Linked DNA regions of Sus scrofa: regions 2, 3 and 4 are each linked to region 1. A link is a contact called in public Hi-C and HiChIP or PLAC-seq data. All regions are on one chromosome and are shown on one strand. The core of a region is the stretch at or near the end of the contact, and the rest is flanking DNA. Distances in the headings are between cores, read along the strand shown. Region 1 holds the start of ATF4 (activating transcription factor 4). Region 2 holds the start of JOSD1 (josephin-1). Region 3 overlaps MKL1 (MKL/myocardin-like protein 1). Region 4 holds the start of MKL1 (MKL/myocardin-like protein 1).

The links. A called contact is a pair of places that touch in the nucleus more often than the background predicts. HiChIP or PLAC-seq counts read pairs in DNA pulled down with a chosen protein or histone mark.
Region 2: a contact with region 1 is called in a Hi-C map of liver, with 6 times the contacts expected there. The contact joins the promoter of JOSD1 here to the promoter of ATF4 in region 1. A contact is called at or near these places in 1 of 47 Hi-C or Micro-C datasets (liver) and 1 of 2 datasets of contacts at active chromatin or transcription factors (alveolar macrophages).
Region 3: a Hi-C map of embryonic fibroblasts shows a contact between it and region 1, with 4 times the contacts expected there. The contact joins the enhancer-like site here to the promoter of ATF4 in region 1. A contact is called at or near these places in 1 of 5 promoter capture datasets (fetal liver), 1 of 47 Hi-C or Micro-C datasets (embryonic fibroblasts) and 2 of 2 datasets of contacts at active chromatin or transcription factors (alveolar macrophages and skeletal muscle).
Region 4: an H3K27ac HiChIP or PLAC-seq map of skeletal muscle shows a contact between it and region 1, with 5 times the contacts expected there. The contact joins the promoter of MKL1 here to the promoter of ATF4 in region 1. A contact is called at or near these places in 4 of 47 Hi-C or Micro-C datasets (embryonic fibroblasts, mesenteric adipose tissue, omental adipose tissue and 1 more) and 1 of 2 datasets of contacts at active chromatin or transcription factors (skeletal muscle).

The regions. Positions count from the first base shown.
Region 1 is chr5:8,743,392-8,746,656 of Sscrofa11.1, reverse strand. It overlaps ATF4 (activating transcription factor 4), which reads left to right and starts at 1,621. Exons shown (of 4, transcript NM_001123078.1): 1 at 1,621-1,803; 2 at 2,376-2,693; 3 at 2,790-3,265. The coding sequence starts at 2,468.
Region 2 is chr5:9,320,271-9,323,730 of Sscrofa11.1, reverse strand. JOSD1 (josephin-1) reads right to left here and starts at 1,799. Exons shown (of 5, transcript XM_013988199.2): 1 at 1,388-1,799; 2 at 237-1,057. The coding sequence starts at 421. It overlaps GTPBP1 (GTP-binding protein 1), which reads left to right and starts at 1,539. Exons shown (of 12, transcript XM_021091480.1): 1 at 1,539-3,460.
Region 3 is chr5:7,971,955-7,975,465 of Sscrofa11.1, reverse strand. It overlaps MKL1 (MKL/myocardin-like protein 1), which reads right to left. Exons shown (of 16, transcript XM_021092835.1): 14 at 3,340-3,492; 15 at 3,130-3,190; 16 at 1-1,037. The coding sequence ends at 532. Among named protein-coding and RNA genes, the nearest start is that of SGSM3, 44 kb to the left of the region's middle. Within about 2 kb of position 2,150, at least 17 of the 83 cell types and tissues checked have an H3K27ac peak or open chromatin away from gene starts, as enhancers often do. A contact at or near this core is called in alveolar macrophages, embryonic fibroblasts, fetal liver and 1 more, where this site is marked.
Region 4 is chr5:7,749,419-7,752,699 of Sscrofa11.1, reverse strand. It overlaps MKL1 (MKL/myocardin-like protein 1), which reads right to left and starts at 1,350. Exons shown (of 16, transcript XM_021092835.1): 1 at 1,271-1,350. The coding sequence starts at 1,335. It also overlaps a transcript of MCHR1 not described here.

The sequences.
Region 1 (3,265 bases), core at 372-2,871:
AGTCACTTAACCAGAATGTCTCCACTAATAAATGGGAAAGCCAAGATTTTTTGGAATTGGCCCTTAAATCTGTCATAACTCCTACCCCATACTGCCCACACCAGGCAAGACATGTCATGCCTTTAGTCATCAGCTTACCACTGTAAAGAAATGGTTGGGCTAGACTGACTCAAATCAATGAATGGTTAGTTGTTATGTAGGAAGTGCCTGACCAATTTTTGACCTCACTGTCCTCATAGAAATAATATTTGTAGGGCCCACTGAAATGAAGGGGAGTGGAAACTCAAGGTTTCCCTACAGGGCCTGATTGGAGGACTGGAAGATGGTGAAAGAGCTTTCTCCTAGCTCTTGACAGTTCCCCAGTAGAGAGGGCAAGTTACTGGCCCTAACCTGGACTGTGGCCTCCAAACACACAAATTCCCCTAAGTGGGCAGGTCTGATCAAGCACCCAGGCAGTAGGACTTGCTGGGAAGTGGTTATGCCGCGGAGTTACAGAGTTGGTAAATAATTGAAACTACCCTAGAGTGAGAAAGAGCAGCTAAATAAAATACCTCATTTTTAGGGGAAGTGAAACTACATAAACTGAAAGAAGTTCCCCTGTCATAGGTTTCATTCTTTAACATAAAAGGAAACTTGTATTTTAGCAGAATGGATATGTAAAAATACAATTGTTTAGACCACAGGATTATGGATTTCCTCCACTCGACTCGCCTCTACAGAGTTGAGTCAGGACGCAGAGCAGGCCTTTGATGGTAGGTGGATCTCAGCTGAGGTCATCAGTCTCCCCTTCCAGTTACTGAAGGGTTCACACGTCCTCAGTATTCTGCAAGTGTGTGCAAGTGAAAACAGACGAAATAACATTTACTCTTGACTAGTTTCACATTCGGGCCTAAACCCGGTCCCTAGTTCGGAGCTTCTCCAAGGGCGGCAGGAAAGGACCACGAGGATTCGGACCTAACGCCACTATTTGGATCTGGGCCAGGGCTGCCCGGGGCAATCAAGGCCAGCTGGGTGGGCGGGGCTGAGGGAGCCTTTGCAGAGCGGCGCTACGGCGAGCAGGACGCCGGGGCCCGGCGGCGGGAACCTCACCCACCTTCCCGCGCAGATCAGGGGCTCCCTCGCTGAACAACCCGCCCGCCTCGGAGCCTGAGCCAATAGAAACTCGATGTATATATGACTCACCATGCCTAACCAATCATTTCGACGCGCGCTCTCCGCCAGTAGCTCGCGCGATAACCAGGAGACCTCGTACTTCACAATAAAAGCCCTTCTTGGGGTGAAAGACTCGTCTCCGCCTCTCGGGCTAGCACCGGAAGTAGCTGTGCAAGATCCTTCCGCGCATCCCGGCAGCGGACGGTGGTGATCCTTAGATCTCAAAAGCCTTGTAAAGTAGTGCGCCCTTTTTTGAGGCTGTAAATAAAAGTAACTCATTTGGTCCTCACAGTTTCGCCCTCGACATAAAAGTCAGAGACTGGAAATGGTAGGGGCGTCGGTTAAATGAAAGCGCGTGGGTGGGAGGCGCTGGTCACGTGACCTAGGCGGAAGAATATTCTCTGTGATGCGTCCCACAGAGGCAGAGTCTATAAAGGACCCGCGCTCGGCGAACCGCCGCCATTTCTTTTCCTCTCCGCTGTAGATGTAGTCCTTTTCTGCGAGTGGGCGCTTTTCTTCCTCCGCTCCCGCAGGGTCCGCGGCCGCCATGGCGTATTAGAGGCAGCAGTGCCTGCGGCAGCATTGGCCTTTGCAGCGGCGGCAGCAGCACCAGGCTCTGCAGCGGCACCCCCCAGCGGCTTAAGCCATGGCGTAAGTACCGGGGCCCGACGCTCTGGGCCGTGTCCCCCCGGGTCGGTGAAGGGTTCTTGTCTGATGCTGGGGCGCGGTCCGGCGGCGTCGCGGAGGGGGAAGCGGTTTTACGAGCGCCCGGGACGCGTGGCCGCTGATGGGGTGACGCCGAAGCGCCAGCGCCCCTGGGTCGAGAGGCCGCTGCGCTGTTCGGGCGTGGGGCGAAGTCCTCGGTACCTCCGGCCCCGGCCGGGGGGCCGGGGCTCCCCCTGGGGCTCCACGAAACGTGGCAGCAGCCAAGATGGCGGCGGGGCAGGGCGGCGGCCGCGGCGTGAGTCACGGGCGGGCGTGGGCGGGGCCGGACTCGGCCGGGAGGACCGGGCGCCTTCCTCTGGTGGCGGGTCGGGGAACGGCCGGGCGTCCATCTTGCGCCGCCAGGCGGACGCGGGGAAGGTTGGCAGCCGGGGCCAGCGGCCCCCAAGTCTCAACAACCACACGGGGTCGGGATTTGGCCGTCCTGCCCCGGGGGTGGAGAGGCGAAAGGCTCAGACCAGCTGTTCTCTAATGGGGCTTGGTTTCTGGTTCCTGTTAAGGCTTCTCACGGCATTCAGCAGCAGCGTTGCTGTAACCGACAAAGACACCTTCGAATTAAGCACATTCCTCGATTCCATCAAAACTCCGCAACATGGCCGAGATGAGCTTCCTGAGCAGCGAGGTGTTGGTGGGGGACTTGATGTCCCCCTTCGACCCGTCGGGTTTGGGGGCTGAAGAGAGCTTAGGGCTCTTAGACGAATATCTGGAGGTGGCCAAGCACTTCAAACCTCATGGGTTCTCCGGCGACAAAGCTAAGGCGGGCTCCTCCGAATGGCTGGCTGTGGATGGGTTGGTCAGTGCCTCAGACAACAGCAAGGGTGAGTGGGCTTTTCCCTGCCGGTGGGGTCTGGTGATAAAGCCTTGCTGCCGCGTGCATCTGACTCTGGGTTCCGTCCCTCTTAAATCTCTTGCAGAGGATGCTTTCTCCGGGACAGACTGGATGGTGGAGAAAATGGATCTGAAGGAGTTCGACTTCGATGCCCTGTTGGGTATAGATGACCTGGAAACCATGCCAGATGAGCTTTTGGCCACGTTGGATGACACATGTGATCTCTTTGACCCCCCACTCCAGGAGCCCCCGCAGATAGTGAACCCAATTGGCCATCTCCCAGAAAGTTTACCAACAACTGACCAGGTTGCCCCCTTTACGTTCTTGCAAACTCTTCCCCTTTCCCCAGGGGCCCTGTCTTCCACTCCAGATAATTCCTTTAGTTTAGAGATACAGGGTGAAGTGGAAATCTCGGAAGGAGATAGGAAGCCAGACTCCACTACTTACATTACCTTGATTCCTCAATGCATAAAGGAAGAGGATGCCCCCTCAGATAATGACAGTGGCATCTGTATGAGCCCTGACTCCTATCTGGGCTCTCCCCAGCACAGTCCCTCCACC
Region 2 (3,460 bases), core at 550-3,049, 580 kb before region 1:
AGGCTCTCAGCACTGGGCCTAGCCCATGGTAAGTGCTCAATATATATGGTAATGAGTCTCTTTCCCATTCCTGTGACCCTTATACCTGCTAACAACAGCTACCTAATAATGCCTGTTGGTTTGAAGGTTTATGCAGCAGAGACATTACCCCACAAACAGAAATTCGGAAACAGCAAAAATAAATAAATAAATAAAATAAAAAGGTATAAAGATGCCAGAAAGAAAGGGTCCCCTACCTCTGGAAAATCTCTTGCAGCGTTTCCCGGGTGAAGGCATTGCTGTCCTGGAAGACGTTATTGAGGGCATGCAGAGCACAAAGCTCCCTGCGCTGTTTCTCATGGTAGATTTGTGGGGGTGCTGCCTGGGGCAGCTCCAATGATTCAGATTTGGCCTTGTCTCCTTTCCATGGCACGCAACTCATGTTTTTTGTTTTAAGTTCCAGAGAGGGCTAAAAACACCCTACCCTTCCCTCCTGAGGAGGAATATAAGCTTCTCAGTCTTTTCAGAATTCCTGAGGTCCACCTTAGTTTCTGGTGTCCATGATTTATGCCTTGTCACGGAGAGAAAAGGTTGGAATCAAAAGGAAAAATAATTTCCCTCTCTCTCTTCTCAATAGAAAGGTAAGGTTTAGTGTATTTCGCCACCGCTGTCAAAGTGCAGAAGTTTTAGAAATTCATATAAAACCTAAGTCCTTGTTTCCCCTCTTCTACCTTCCTCTTCCACCCCCTCCAAAAACCCTACAATTTTCTTGCTGTATTTTCCTTTCTGCAAATGCCAACCAGGCCTCAAGGCAGGAGGACCGAACGGAATCGGTCACATCGCTCCTTTTCTTCCATTTCTTTCGAACCACAACGCCACTGACTCAGGAGACAAGGCCTAGGTGGTGGATAAAACGCAGATTTCGAGCAGCTAGCGAGGGCCGGCCAGAGTGGGATCGCGGGCCGTGCTGGGGTCTCGGGGGAGGTTCTCCATCCCCTCGGGCGCGGTGGGGCCCCAAGGGGCCGAGGCGGGCGCAGCTCCCCCGGCAAGTGCGGATTCTCGCCCTCTCGGCGCAGCCCTACGAGGAGACAACTCCTGTCAGCTCCGGCAGTCCGGCCGGCCGCCGCGGGGGACCGGGTGGCGCGGGTAAGCGGCGCGGCGAGTCTGGTCCCAGCCCTAGGGAAGGTCCTGCGCAGCGACTGGCAGGCCCGCGAGGGGTGGGGCCAGACAATACGCCTCGCCCTGGGGGCCCGGGCCCACCCAGCTCGCCGCCCCCACCCCAACCTCCCCGCCCATCACGTGAGTGCAAGCCGAGGCGCCTTCCCACCGGTCCCCTAGCCCCGGCCCTAGCCCGGTCCCCCGCGCCACCCGGACAGCTTGAGAACGCACTGCCGGTTGCCCCCCTCACCGCTGCAGGCCGCCACCTGGAGCTGCGGGCCACCACCTGGGCCGCGTGCGGGCGGGCGCGCGCACCTGAGCCCGACGTCAGCGGCCCCCGCCCGGCGCGTGCTCCGGAAACGCCCTCCTTCGCCGTCCCTGCTCCCGCCCCGCCGCAGCGTCACGTCTGACGTCAGCCTGACGTCAGCGGCGCGGGCTTTGGAGCTGTGGCCGCCAGGTGTTTGGTGGGAGCGGGCAGCGTTGGCCACCCTAGGGGTGCGAGATTGGGAGCCCAGCAGCGGTTGTGGCAGCGGCAGGGGCAGCGACGTCGGCTCGCTGCAGGTAGGGCTGATGCCCGGTTCCTTGGCTCTGTTCCTTCCGGGACTGGGCAGGCCGTGCGGCCGGCGGGAGTCCCGCCCCGATGTCTGTCCCGCCCCTCGCCTCCTTTTCCCTCCCCTTCTCTCCCTCGGGCGTCGGCTCCGTTCCGGGGCGGTGACCGGGCCAGCGGCTGCACGTCAAGGTTCTCCTCACCCCTCCCCTCTCCCTGACTAGGCTTCTTGGGCCCAGTGCTTTCGTGAACCTGGGCTAGCTGCTCCTGCACTGACCGTTTTATGCTTGTCTAGCACGTCGTTCCCCCAGGTGATTTCAAAGTACCTTGTTGACGCGGTCGGGCGCAAATTCTCTTGGTTTAGTGGGCCCGACCGCCTTCACTTTCCAGGAGCTCTCTGGGTAAGTGCCTCTTCGGGAGTCACGTTTCTAGTGGACTAGAGAGTCGTTTCAGCTCCTTGGTGTCATATTTCGGCGTCTTACTCACTGACCACTGTCCTCTCACCTTCTGCTCTGGTCTCACCGTGGCGGCCATAGAGCTTTCCTCTTTTCTCAGGGCCTAAGTGCATTGTGTGTGTCAGGAAGATGAACTCAGTCCTGCATGGATTTTTTTTTTTTTTTTTTTTAACCCAAAGACATGTGGAAGGCATCGGCGAATATTCATCATCCACTGTAGTTGCTCTCCTTTTGGATTTTTGTTCAGGAAGTTGGAAAAACAATAAAAGAAAAGGTCACACTTAACAATTCAGTCATTTCTTTAACCCTACTTCAACACGACTCAACACTGTTAAAAGACAATTGAAAATCTAGTTGGCTAGATTTCAAAATTCAACTGAAAATCTAGTTGGCTTTATTAAACAATTTATAAATCAGGCAGCATCCTATCTAGTAAATAGAAAGGCAATCCGAGAAGCAGTACGAAATAGGAGATTTTTAATAGACAGAAGAAAGTGGATTGTATCGCGGTAGGTCATATTCCCTTTTAGAAAGGCAAGGGGTCTTATCAGGCCGATTACCCCAATAGTGTTGTTCAGGAAATTAGAGACTGATTGTTTAAGTTTCTACTCCTGGTAGAGGCTGAAAATGCAATTAGGTTTAAGTGTTAAATCTTGGTGGGGCTTAATTTTGGGCCTCTTTTTAACACCATTACTCAGCACGAAATTATCACTTAACACCCTTGGCTTGAGTGCCTACCACGAGGTTGGGAGTCCTGAGCCCTGGTCCAAACAACTTTCGAATTACCTTAAATTTTTACAATGTGTAAGCCACCTAAGGTTTACAGTTATATTTGCTTGAGATTTGTAATTGAGGCTTGCAAACATTGCTTTAAGTAGTTTAACTTGCCTGAGGTCACACAACTAGTAGGATTTGAACCTTGGTTTTTACCTGTCTTCAGAAAGAGGATGTAAAGATGGTAAGGAATTCCCTCTCTAAAATGTGACTTCGGATCTCTGTTCAATTCAAAAGCACCTTCACTGAGAATATTTTTTTTCTGGGCAAAGCCCTCAAGTGAGAAAGGCATTTTTTTTTTTAGTCTATCATCACGTGTAAACATATCCCGAACTTGAATTCTTTCTGGAAGAGCCAGTAGGTAAGATGCTAAATATCAACATTATTCTAGATTATAATGCCATGATATTTGGCTCTTCTGCCACATTGAGATTTTAATATTTTTATCTCTTTCATGGAGACATATGTAGAATAGTGGTGAGCAATTTCGCCAGAAAATTGAACTATTATCAAGACCTTTGGAGTTGGATGACTTCTGTCCCAGATT
Region 3 (3,511 bases), core at 901-3,400, 770 kb after region 1:
TATATAATAGAGGTATATACACCTGTACAGAAAACATTTGCCACCAACCACTAAATGGTTACACTAACTACACCAAGACACTAAAAGGCAGGGGGACCCCCCCATCCCCCCACCCCGGAAGCCTGGGACAGCGGTGCTGGCCCAACCAGTTCCTTCCCTCTGGGAAGGGGGAGGAGGCGGCGATGTCCCCTTGCCTCCTGAGCAAACGGCAGCCAGCAAGTGCACCCCAACTTCACAGAAGGAGGTCAGATAGAAGCCCCTGGCCCACCCAGGTCTCCACAACCCTGGGGTGGGACCCAGAGCTGCTTTTGGCAGCTTTTCTTCTTGGTGAGCAAGAGCCAGGTAGAGGGGCGCCTGCTCCAGCCCCCATGGAGGGGACGGCTGGGCCTGTGATTGTCAGGACTCACAACCACGTGGACAGGCTGGATCGGGCAGGACAGCACCGCGCTCCGTGCTCCCTGGAGTTGCCGAGTTCTCCAGCTTTCCAGCTCCTCCCCAGCCCCTGGATGGGCTCTGCGGGGGGCCCCAGAGCTACAAGCAGGAGTCCCAGTGCAGCTGTAGGTCATGGCCATCGAGGAAGTCCGTGGAGAAGAGGCTGGGGGCCGTGGTGCTGAGCGGGGCCAGGCTGAGCACGGGCCCGCCTGACGACAGCTCCAGCCAGTCCATGCCGTCCAGGTGGCCGTCGGCCAGGTCCAGGCCCACGCTGCTGGGCTCAGGTGCAAAGTGCAATTCCGAGGTGTCCATGGGGGAGGGGGGGTGGTCCAGGATGGCAGAGCTGCTCAGCATCTGGCTGTGGAGGTCGTCGATGAGGGAGAGGGGCTCTGGCCCCTCGTGCCCGCCCGTCAGCAGGGGCAGCCCTGTGCTGCTCTCCAGGAAGTCCTCCAGGCGCCCAGGGAGGGCCGGTGAGCCCGAGGGAGGTGGGGCGGCCTGAGGGAGCTCGGCGGAGGGCGAGGGCTGTGCGGCCAGGGGTGACCTGCAGGCTCCTGTCGTCGAGGGGGACTTCTCCTTCCCTGGTTCCTTGAAATCTGCTGAAATCTCTGCCAACCAGAAAGTGAAAGGGTGTCAGAAACCAGCCTGAAGACATGCAGCTGGACCCTGCCTTACACTGCGTACAAAGATGCACTCCAAATGGGTCAAATACCTAAATTTAGGAGCTAAAATCTACAAAGCTCTTAAAAGGGAACATATTCATGATGCTGGATTTAGTAATGATTTCTTGGTTATAACCACAAAGGCATAGACAAGGAAAGAAAAAATTCACTGGACTATGTAAAAATTTTAAACTTTTGTGCATCAAAGGTCACCATCAACTGAGTGAAAAGACTATATAGCAACTGCAAAACAACTGTACTTAAAAAAAAAAAAAAAAGTGGAGTTTCCTGGTGGCCTAGTGGGTTAAGAACCTGGCATTGTCACTACTGTGGCACAGGTTCAACCCCAGGCCTGGGAACTTCTGCATGCTGCAGGCATGGCCAAAAATCAGAGAGTGAAAAGGCAACCCATGCAATGGGGGAAAATACCTGAAAATCGTCTGTTAAGTGACTGATACTCAGAATGAAGAACTCCCACAAATCAACAACAAAACCCAACTGGGAAATGGGCAGGGAATGCAGTAGACATTTCTCCAATGGAAGATACACAAATGGCCCACAAGCACATGAAAAGATAAAATGCCCAACATTCTTAGTCATTAGGGAAATGCAAATTAAAACCACAGTGAAGAATGACTTCACAACCACTAGGCTATTTAAAAATTGTTTTGAAAATAGGTTGGTAAGGATGTGGAGCAGCTGGAACCCTTAGGCATTGCTCATATGAATGGAAATAGTACAGCTGTGTGGAAAAGCTTTTAGGTTCCTCAAAAAGTTAAATATAGAATCATCATGTGATCCAGCAATTCCACTTCTGGGTACATACCCCAAAGCAGGCACTCAAACAAATACCCGTGTTGATAAGAGCATTGACTCACAAGAGCCAAAAGTGGAAACAACCCCAACATCCAGTGGATAAAGATAAATACAATGCGGTATATTTACACAATGGAATATTATTCAGCCACAAAAAGGAAGGAAAATCGGCTATGAGCTACGACCCGGCTGAACCTTGAGGGCATAATGCTAAGTGAGGCTGCCAGAAACAAAAGGACAAATACTGTATGATTCCCCTTCGTAAATCAGAGAGACTGAAAGAGGAAGAGAGGTTACTGTGGGGAGGGAGGAAGGGGGAGTGAGCTGTAAAGTGTAACGAGTGTCAGTGCAGGCTGATGGAAAAGTTCTAGAAGTGATGGTGGTGATAGTTGCACAACACTAAATGAACATAATGCCACAGAGGTGTACGTGTAAAAATAGTTATTATGGCAAACTATGTCAGGAATATTTTACTACAATAAAAAAAAAAAAAAAAAAAAAAAAACCTCTGCAGAAAGGCTTGCTCCCTGACCCTTTAGGTCCTGTTCTCCCAGCCAGCAGGCTGCTCTCACTTGGTGACCAGCTCCGTCCACGCCTTAGCCCCACCTGCCCTCAAATGCCCTCTCTCCTGGCATCCTGGCCACTTCTCAGTGTCCCTTTGGGGGCAGGCAGCTCTCCCCAGCTCCCTTCTCGGCTGTCTCTGGTAGCCTCTGCCCTCCCAGTTGCAGCTCTGTCTAGAACTCCCGGAGCCTCAGTGCCACTTGCACTTGTTAGAAACGCACCTCGGGCCCCACTGCAGACCCTGGAATCGGCGTCTCCCTGAGATCAGAATCGGGGACCCCGAGGGCACGTCAGCGCCTGAGCCCCTGGTCTTCCCTGCTGCTCATGACACCCTAACATATGACAAGGTCCCTCCTTACTGGACTCGTCGCCCATTGCCCCACACTTGGCTGGAAGCCCCGCAGAGCCCCGCATCCCTTTTGCTCACTGCCACTCCTGGGCGGCCGGGACAGCGCTGGCCACACGGCGGGTCGGGGTGGGCACTGCACCCCCACGGGGATTCTCGCCCAGGCCTTGGCGAAGGGACGCGTCTCAGACGTGACCCCATCCAAAGTACCAGGCCTGCCCTGCACCGTGTTCAAGAACTAAAGCGAGCCTCCTGGGGCTGCAGACAACCTATGAGGAGAGAGAGGGTGGAAACGAGGCGTGGGCCGGCCTTTACCTCCGCTCTGAATCAGGATGTCAAACAGGTCATCCATCTGCTGGCTCGAGGAAGCATTTTCCTATGGGACAAAAATAGGAAAAAAAGATGAGAATCTAGAACAGGAGCCCTCAGCCTGGCTCGGCGCAGTCCTGCCCAGGACAGCCGCTCGCTGAGGCCTCTCTGCCCTATGAGGCTGGCTCCCGGCTGCCCCAGTGGGATCCCCTTTACCTGCTGTCTGGGCTGCTGGCTCACGGCTTCCTCATAGCCCGGGGGCTCCTTCTTTGGCAGAGACGCAGGGGTCCCAAAAAGGGGCTGTGGTGGGTGCTCCAGGTCCATCTGGGCTGGTGGGCCGGGAGCTGGAGAACCAGGCTGGGACGAAGGCTGCACAAGAGCAGAGCAG
Region 4 (3,281 bases), core at 101-2,600, 990 kb after region 1:
GCGGGACCAGCAGGATGTTTGGTGGAGGATATTTGTCGTGCTGGATGTTTGGTGGAGGACAGAGCAGGGAGCAGAAGGGAGCTGGGGGCGAAGGACATTCTGGGGCATTTTGAAAAAGAGCTTAGGAGGCAGACAAGCAAAGAAAAATCCAAGGGGCCATTGTGTGTAGACGTTGGAGAAGCATGGGACACTTTGTAGCAATGCTAAGCCACTGAAATATGACACGGGGAGAAATAGGAGGTGGTGGAGGCAGAGGCCTGACAGGTGGGTAGAGGCCAGATCATGAAGCGTCCTGGGTACCCTAATAAAAAACTGGGGTTTAAAGCTCTTCTGAAAAAGAACTGGCTTCTCGGAGTTCATGAGGATGTGGGTTTGACTCTTGGCCTTGCTCAGTGGGTTAAGGATCTGGCGTTGCCGTGAGCCTCAGTGTAGGCTGCAGATGCAGCTCAGATCCCAAGTTGCTATGGCTGTGGTGTAGGCCAGCAGCTGTAGCTCCGATTCGACCCCTAGCCTGGGAATCTCCATATGCTGTGGGTGCGGCCCTAAAAAGCAGAAAAAAAAAAAAAAAAAAAAAAAAGAGAGCTGGGTTTTCATTCCAGCCCCACCTCAAAGCTTTCTGCAAACATTTACCCACCATCAGAGGGTGAGCCAGCCTTGTTCAGCTGGGTGAGATCAGAGCCCAGATGCTGCAGAACTGAAGTGGGTGAGAGGCAACCAGCAGGCAAATGGCCAGAGAGGGAAGGCTGGAGAGGGGCTGTCTGCAAGGGCTGAAAACACAGTGGCTGGCACCAATTTGAAAGGTAAGTCCTTTTCTCTATGTAGGCATTTCAGAAGCCGAAAGAAAGAGAGTCATCAGAAGGGGGCCCAAACCAACTATAACAGAAAAAATAAAAATCATTATTTAAAAAGAAAAAAAAAAAAAAAAAAAAGGGAGTGCCATGGAGAGGAATGAACTCAGAATTTGGAATCAGAAGAGCAGAAGGCCTAGGCGTGGGGTGCAGCACCGCCAGCTGGACGGCCCTGAGAGTCACCCAACTCTAGGAACCTCCGTATCTACATCTGCGCTGTGGATCTTATCTGTTCCACGGGGTCAGCTAAGAAAAGGCATGTGTGTAAAAAAAGCCTGTGCAAATGTTAGTTACTCTCATTTTGCCAGCACCCCCACCTCCCCGCCCCAACACATACAAAAAAAGCCTGCAGCAAGGAGAATCCCAAGGCAGGCTCATTTTACTCTGGTTACCATTTGGCACAGAGCAGGTCGGGGACTTACTGGATGACACAGCAAGTCAGCAGCAGAGCCAAGCTGTAAATCCACCCAAGTACTGAGTCCAACATTGTCAGCAGAATCAGCTGAAGCCCAACTTGACACCACAGTTCAGATGTCGAAGGTGTTCCTAGGAAGTCCCTTTCAGCAAAGAGTGTTCAAAGTTGTTCCCAAAGGGCAGTCCTAATATCCTCCAAATGTGGGCAAGCTGTAGCTGGACGAGGCTCCCAGGAGGCTGGGCGAGGAGGGAGAGACTAGATACTTGCCCTGAAAACGGAGAAGAGACTGTGCCTTCCTCAAGGCTTCCTGTGGTTACAGCCCTCCCACCCTCACCCGCTTTTTCAAAACAGATTTATTGAGATGTAATTCATATACCATAAAACACATCTTTTGAAAGGTATGATTCAATGGTTTTTCGTATATTCACGGAGTGGTGCAACCATCACCACAGTAAATTTTAGAACATTTTCATCACCCCATGGAAGAACTCCTAGTCATCAGCAGTCATTTCCTTCCCCCACCCCACCTTTCGCCCAGCCCTAGGCATTCACTAACCTACTTTATAGCTCCAAAGATTTGCCTACATGGGGCATCTCATAAAGATAGAATCATAAGCCATATAGTCTTTGTGATCGGCTTCTTTCACTTAGTGTAGCGATTTCAAGGTTCAATCATGTTGTAGCAAGTATCAGTACTTCATTCTTTTTCATGGCTGAATAATATTCTATTGTGTGATTATACTACATTTTATTTTTCCATTCAGTTTATGGACCTTTGGGTTGTTTCTACTTTTTGGTTATCATGACTAATGCTGCTATGAACATTTGTGCACAGGTTTTGGATTTTTTTTGCCACACTCATGGCATGCAAAAGCTCCCAGGCCAGGGATTGAACCTGTGCCACAGCAGTGACCTGAGCCACAGCAGTGACAATACAAGATCCATAACCCACTAGGCCACCAGGGAACTCCTGTGTACAGGTTTTTGTGTGGACATGTTTTTATTTTTGTTTTTCAAAAACAGGCCAGTTTTATTTATACACAGAACAGGGTACTTACAACCCCAGAGGTGGATATGTACATAGCGATACAGGAGGCCTGTGCGGCACGGTGGGCTCTGTATAAATTAAGATCATAAATATGAGGGGAAGCCCCACCCAATGCCTGCACAAAGCTTTTCACCAAGACTCCAGGGATCCTTCCTGCAGTGGTCTACACTGACAGGACCGTGGGCCTGGAGGGACAGCCGTCCAGCCACAGGGCGGTTGCAGGCGGGGAACAGTCCCAAGTGCAGCAACGAAAACACCACAACGTGCAGGGGGCTCCGCCCTGAACCACTCAGGCTGAGCTTCATGCAACGCTCCGGGCTTATTCCTCTCTCTCCAACGCACTAGACTCAGAAACAGTGTTACGGAAACAGTGTTGCTCTAATCACCAACAATGTTACTTCTAAACACCACACGCTTCACCTAAACCTCAGGCCTTCCCACAGAAGCGCGCCGAGGGCTGGGGCAGCCTCTCCGCGGAGTCCCCAGTCTCCAGTCCCACCCGGGGAACCTCAGACCCCTGGGCACCCCCACCTGAAGCCACAGAGCAGACCCCATTCTGGTACCGCGGGATTTCAGAGAAATCCTGTGAAATCGGGTGACTTCTGCATCTCCCTGTGTCTCCCTCCATTCATCACGGCTGCTCTGACATGTGGGACAGTGCGACACGACCCCCATCCCCAACCTCCCAGGGGCCCTCCCCCCAGTTCCCAGCATGGCCACTCTGCACGGGGACACGCTGGCCTGGGACAGGGCCTTGGCCGGGCTCTGCACCCAGAAGGCGGGGCCAGGGAGCCCCGCTGTGTGGACATGCTTTACTTTCTCTTGGGTTTAGACCCAGGCGTGGACTTGCTGGCTCATCTGGTAACTGTGTGTAACACCATGAGAAGCTGCTAAACTGTTTTTGAAAGTGGCTGCACCGCTTTACACTCCCACCAACCCGGTAGGAGGATTCCAGCTCTCCACATCCTTG